Linked DNA regions of Mus musculus: region 1 is linked to region 2. A link is a contact called in public Hi-C data. All regions are on one chromosome and are shown on one strand. Each heading gives the region's core, a stretch centred on a gene start, on an enhancer-like site or on the middle of the called end of the contact. The rest is flanking DNA. Distances are from core to core; before and after follow the strand shown. Region 1 has its middle 630 kb from the start of Gm30904. Region 2 has its middle 460 kb from the start of 5031426D15Rik.

What was found. A called contact is a pair of places that touch in the nucleus more often than the background predicts.
Region 1: a Hi-C map of cortical neurons shows a contact between it and region 2. The contact joins two enhancer-like sites.

Annotation. Positions count from the first base shown.
Region 1 is chr2:7,709,329-7,712,317 of GRCm38.p6, forward strand. No RefSeq gene overlaps it. Among named protein-coding and RNA genes, the nearest start is that of Gm30904, 630 kb to the right of the region's middle. Within about 2 kb of position 1,308, at least 1 of the 459 cell types and tissues checked has an H3K27ac peak or open chromatin away from gene starts, as enhancers often do. A contact at or near this core is called in cortical neurons, where this site is marked.
Region 2 is chr2:7,388,142-7,391,144 of GRCm38.p6, forward strand. It overlaps a transcript of Celf2 not described here. Among named protein-coding and RNA genes, the nearest start is that of 5031426D15Rik, 460 kb to the left of the region's middle. Within about 2 kb of position 1,435, at least 4 of the 459 cell types and tissues checked have an H3K27ac peak or open chromatin away from gene starts, as enhancers often do. A contact at or near this core is called in cortical neurons, where this site is marked.

The DNA of each region.
Region 1 (2,989 bases), core at 58-2,557, 320 kb after region 2:
AGGCCCTGGCATAGACTCACAAGAGACAGCTATATCTGGGTCCTTTCAGCAAAATCTTGCTAGTGTGTGCAATGGTGTCAGCATTTGGAGGCTGATTATGGGATGGATCCCTGCATATAGTTTTCTTTTTATTCTTTTTTTTTTTTCAATTTGGCATACTTACTTTTACTTTATGTGCATTGATGTTTTGCCTGTATGTTTGTCTGTGTGAGGGTGCTGTACTTCCTGGAACTGGAGCTACAGACATGGAGAACTGCCCTGTGAGTGCCAGGAACTGAACCATGGAGCTCTGGAAGAGACGCTAGTGCTCTGAACCTCTAAATCATCTCTCCAGCTTCTTTGACTTTATTCCTTTGCTTCCAAAATAAATTACTATAGATCCATATACTTCTATCACCCACTTCCTGTAGTTTTGCACTTGGAAATATTCAATTTGAATCTACTTGCTTTCCACATATATTTAAGTTCCCTAGGCTTATATTTAGTAAATTTCTTCATTTATTTATTTCTGTGAACTGTTGAATTTATTTTCTAGTATATCATTCAATGGTTTTATAATTTTTTTCTCTAATATCTTTCCTGTACCTTTTTACATGTCCTTTGGTTAGTCACATATAATCTTCTAAATTTCACTCCAAAAATAGTATGCCTTAAGTAGTCATAAAACTTAAAAATAAGTTCATTTCCCCATGTGTTTTCTTGCTTAATATTAGACATTTAAAATGTAAAAATACCCACAGTTCTTCAAAAAATATTTTTGTGTATTAATAGGTCAACTAAAATCTTATTAATATGTGAGGATATGTACACAACAAACATTTCTCACATATCTCTCATTTCTCTGTGCTGTCATGTTTCTTTAAAAATCTTTGGGTAAGGATGTAGTTTAGCATTCATACTTTCCTAGGAGTACAAGGAGTTTGATCAACAACAAAAACATAATAAAAATTTAAAATGCCCCCTTTAATTCTACTTCTTAGGTAATCTTAAATGTTGATTTGAAAGATGGTTACAACACAAATCTGAAAAGGTGGGATTTATTACATAGAATATAATAAATTTTGTTCTTTTCAACTGATTCTTGTTGGAGAAATAGTAAAAAGCCCAGTAGAATTAATTTTACTGGAATATAGAAAACATAGACATCAGTAGATTTGTCTTAATGGGAAGCTAAAAGAAAAAAAACATGAAAATAAATATAATCTTAAAGGCATAAAGAAATGAGCAAATGGATATAAGAATGGCAAAATAGCAACTTGTATTTGACGTGGTGCTAACAGTTGGGCTGCTTTGAAATGGTAACATGATTATGACAGCCAGTGAAATCATGGAGCATGTGTGTCCAGCAGACAGTGACTGCAGCTCATTTAATTGGTGCTATATGTAAAATGTAGCACAAAACATTAAGTCTGAAAAGGTGAGATGCAAGCAGAGCAGAAGGTGCCAGAAATGAGGGGAAAAAAACTTCTCCTGTTCATTGGCAAATAATAGCTGTGGAGTATAAATTATTTGAGAAAGTGAAACCTCTTGTTTTTATCTTTCCTTCTCTTGACATTTCAAAAATGGAAGGATGACTTCAAGCAGACAGGAGGAACTGAATATCAGTATTTGAGCTCCAAGGGGAAAAGAGACTCTGATGCCCTCCATCCTTGGTAGGAACTGAATCAGAGATTCTTATACAAATGTGAAAGGTTCCACTGAAGGTGGTCTCCAGCCAGCAAAGGAATAGTTCCGAGGGATAGAGGCCCAAGGTTTTGCTCTCTTATGTACTTCTTGAAGTTAGCATACAGAGTGACTAGAAAATAATTTGAAATTGCAAGTATGCACATATTCATATATAATATCATAGATTAATAATATGTGTTTGTGACATACAGTTTGTATTGCTCAATCCATGTACCACTGTAACTCTGTCACCACCTGGTGACAGATTGCTGAAATTTTAGCTTTGTTTATGATGCATTAGTTTACAACATCATAGCTTCATCTGACAAGGAAGATGAGGTTTGTAGACAAGAGATTGTTGTTTCCAGTGGTGCACAAGGGGAGATGAGGCACAATTTTATACAGAATTCTGTCTGCACCATTAGATTTATCTATAGCTAAATTCTGCTGCAGGTTAAGAATCTTTAATCCAAAAAAAAAAAATAAGTGGAATTTGAAACACTCTGAAACCTGAAACATTTTTCAGTGACATAATGTGCCAAAATATTCAGACTTTGGAGCATTTCAGATTTGCAGCTTATGGTGGGTAGCAAGCAGGACCAGAGAATTCAAGCTCCCATGTTTATTCTCATTGATTTCAGATATTACACAGGTTGTCATCTACATTTATCTACAGTTTAGTTCTACCACTATGAAAATTCATCTATTACTCCTACCATCAGTATTACACACACACACACACACACACACACACTCCTCTCATTCCAATATGTTGAAAATCAAGAGTAACATAGAGACTTACTAAATTATCTTTTTGTTGTGATACTAAACATTATCATGCCTCAGCTACTTGTAAGTGTATTTCTTCTCTCTCTCTCTCTCTCTCTCTCTCTCTCTCTCTCTCTCTCTCTCTCTCTCTCTCTCTCTCTCTCTCTCTCTCCCTCTCTCTCTCTCTCTCTCTCTGTGTGTGTGTGTATGTATGTGTGTGTGTGTTCCTGTGCTTGTACATTTGCTTGTTTGATTGCATGCATGTGTGCAACACAGCCTATGTATGGAGGTTAGAGAATGTGGGTCCTTGTTGTAGGACCCTGCTGCTGATTCAGTTGCATGCTGTTGCAGTTCACCATGTCCAGATAACTTTCTGAGCTGGGTACAGAATGGAGGACTCCCTTCCTTCAGAGCTTCCAGATCTCTACCTAACCTTATTTGGGAGATATCCCTGAGCTCAAATACTTGGCTTTTCTGGCATGTGACCTTTGACCTTTGCAAGTGCTTCATCCCCTGACCCCAACTACCCACTGATGATCTTATAATAATTAGGTAC
Region 2 (3,003 bases), core at 185-2,684:
AATGATGGCCCCAATCAATTATTGATGGAGTCTTTGGAGTCTTTAGATGACTAAGCTAGAATCTCATCAGTTTGTTCCATAGAAGAACAAAGTTCATTGTACTACTTACTTTACTCACTGCTATTAACAAATACCTGACAATGGATGTTTTTAGACTACCAATTTGATGGGACACAATTTCAAATCCTGCTCAGGTAATCATGATGATGGAGATAAAGGTCACATTCCAGCTGTAGTTAGAAACTAGAGAGTGATGAACTAAGGTGCTCAGCAACCCTTTACTTCTCACTGAATCTGCAATTCCAGCCTATGAAGCAGTGCTGCCTATAGTCAGGATGGATCTTTCTCCTCAATCCTTTCTGGAAATGTGCTCAGAGTCGTGCCCAAAGGAACATCTCCAATGTGGTTCAAAATCCAATGGGCAATCACAGTTAACTAGCATAGTCAAGAATAAACTTCAACGCTCTCAATTATTTTTGTTAGTATATATTAATTGTTCAAAGTGATGGGTATCAACAAAACATTTCAACACTTTTAGATCTTAAAATACATCTGTGTGATGCGAATGCGTCATCCATTTAAAAATGAAGTATAATAACCAGAGGGTAGGTTTGAGATTGATATGCTTGGAAAAATATATAAAAATTTGACTTAAAGTAGCATACTTTAAAACCATTTACTTGATACATTGATATCAGTTGTATATGGATATATGTACAAAAGTAATTTACAGTTAGGGCAGTGGAGTCCCAAACTATACAAACCTTCTGCATTTATAAAGACTGGATAATATACAAAGTGCTCCTAATAGTTTGAAGTGAATGGGATATCTCTAAATGTAGACAAAATAGTTTAAAGATCTTTAAGAAGAATAATTACATAGGGGAAGTTTTTCTTAGTTCATAGACTAAGGCTATTTCTGAATACCTATGATGTGGCATTGGAAAATCCCGTTCCCATTAATAAACACTGGCAGAAATCAGAGTATGAGGCTACAGATGGTAAGATGAAACTTTAAAGATCAAGATAACTGCAGAGGAATGTAACCCAAGCCCACAATATTTGGAGGATGGAGGTGAAGTAGAGATTTTAGAGTCCAGCCACAAAGCAGGAAGAAATCAGAGGTGAATGTATTCCGGAAGGATTCAGGAAACAAGATATCTAATTTTTATGCTCTTTAAGCTGAAAACACTTTCTAATTATGCAATGTATGGGCAGCAGGAAACTAGCCATGTGGGTTGGAAGTGTCCTAAGCAGGATCCAAGGGATATAACCAGAGCATCTGAATTTAGCAAAGCAGTACAAGAAACCAAGAAAACTCAAAGCTGAAGAAACGTGAACTCTCACACATGAGCATGTTTTACACGTTCATGTGGAAGATCTCCAGGCTGACTCATAATAGAGGCCATGTTTAGAACTTGGTAATTGAGCAGAAACCTCGGTGACTATGTATCACATGGAAGATAAGAGGGGCAGTCATGTCCAGGCAGAAGGAAGAGTGGGATAATGGAAGGCTCGTGAAATAAGTTGTCACAGAATTATATAATCTGTAATATCAAGTTTATAACAAAACAAACCAGACATGCATATAAACATAAAAGAGTGACAAACAGAGAAGAGCAGAGACAGGACAGAGGAACTGACTTCCCAGGGGCTAGAGTTAGCCGACAAAAGGTTTTTCACAGCTATAATACACAAGTTCAGATAATTAAAGGATGAATAGTATCGTTATTGAAAACTTAAGGAATATAAAACAAACAAACAAAGAAAAAACAATCTAATTGAAACCAGTAATAAATCAAAACTTCATCAGGGCTAGAGAACAAATAGGAAATGATAAAGACTCATAACATTAAAGATCTATCAACATAGATTACTCAGTTTGGAAGACAGAGGAAAGAGGGTGGATAAATGGGAACGTTAGGAACCTATGGGAGACTATGTCAAGTTTGCTTATGAAGAACAGGAAATATAAAAATGACGATAGCATTTTACAATGTGGCACAATTTCTCCCCAGACATTAAATCTAGGTCTAGATAAGCCAGTGAGCTTCATGTGGGGTTGAAACAAAGAAAGTCATTCCTAAACATACTGCAGTTTTAACTGCTGAAATGAAAGCTTAAACACAATCTCAACTCAGGGAAGCCACACACAGGAAATTGCTGGGAGGGGCTTGAACTGATTTTGGATTCCTAAGAAACTGTGAAATTCAGTTGACATTGGAATGTGAAAGCGGCAGCAGAAGAGGTCGCTAATGACGACATCTTCACTCACTGAAGCTATATTTTCAAACCCAAGAGGAAACTGAAATATTTCAGGTAAACCAAGAGTAACTTTCTTACTAGTAGAGCTGTATTCCAAGTATGGAAAGAAAAATGAGTTTGGGTTACATAAAATCTGTATTTCATTTCAATTCTTTAAAAGAATACAAGAATTGAAAGTAAATAATTAATAATATATTGGTGAGCTTGTAATATATATGAATGTTACATATACACATACATGTATATATATGGACATATTAAATAGTTTAAAATCTGACCAATAGAAAATGTGATCAAAAGAAATATACTGACACATGGATTACATTAAGTTTAAATATATGTGCTAATCCTAAAGCAGTCAAAATAACGCAAGGATATAAGTAGAAAACAAAAGAAAATTGAAATGTAATTTTTAAAGGTTGGTTAATGAACAAGAATAAAATCTGAGGAAAATGGTATTGCACTAGAGAAAATAGGAAGCATGCATGATGAATGAAGGATAGCATGATAGCAAATTAGTAAAAACAGAAAATAAGATAAAAGTACAGTTTGTATTTAAACAATACTTATGCCTCTGTTATACTAAGAGATAAATCTAATAAAGTTGGAGAAATACTTATACTCAAAATTATAGTCCATCTCTGGAATGAAAACAAAAATCAAAAACCAATAAATTCATGGGCAGCAGCAAAGTAACTGTGATGCAGACATACGTCAGTACAGCCATCCACTCTACAA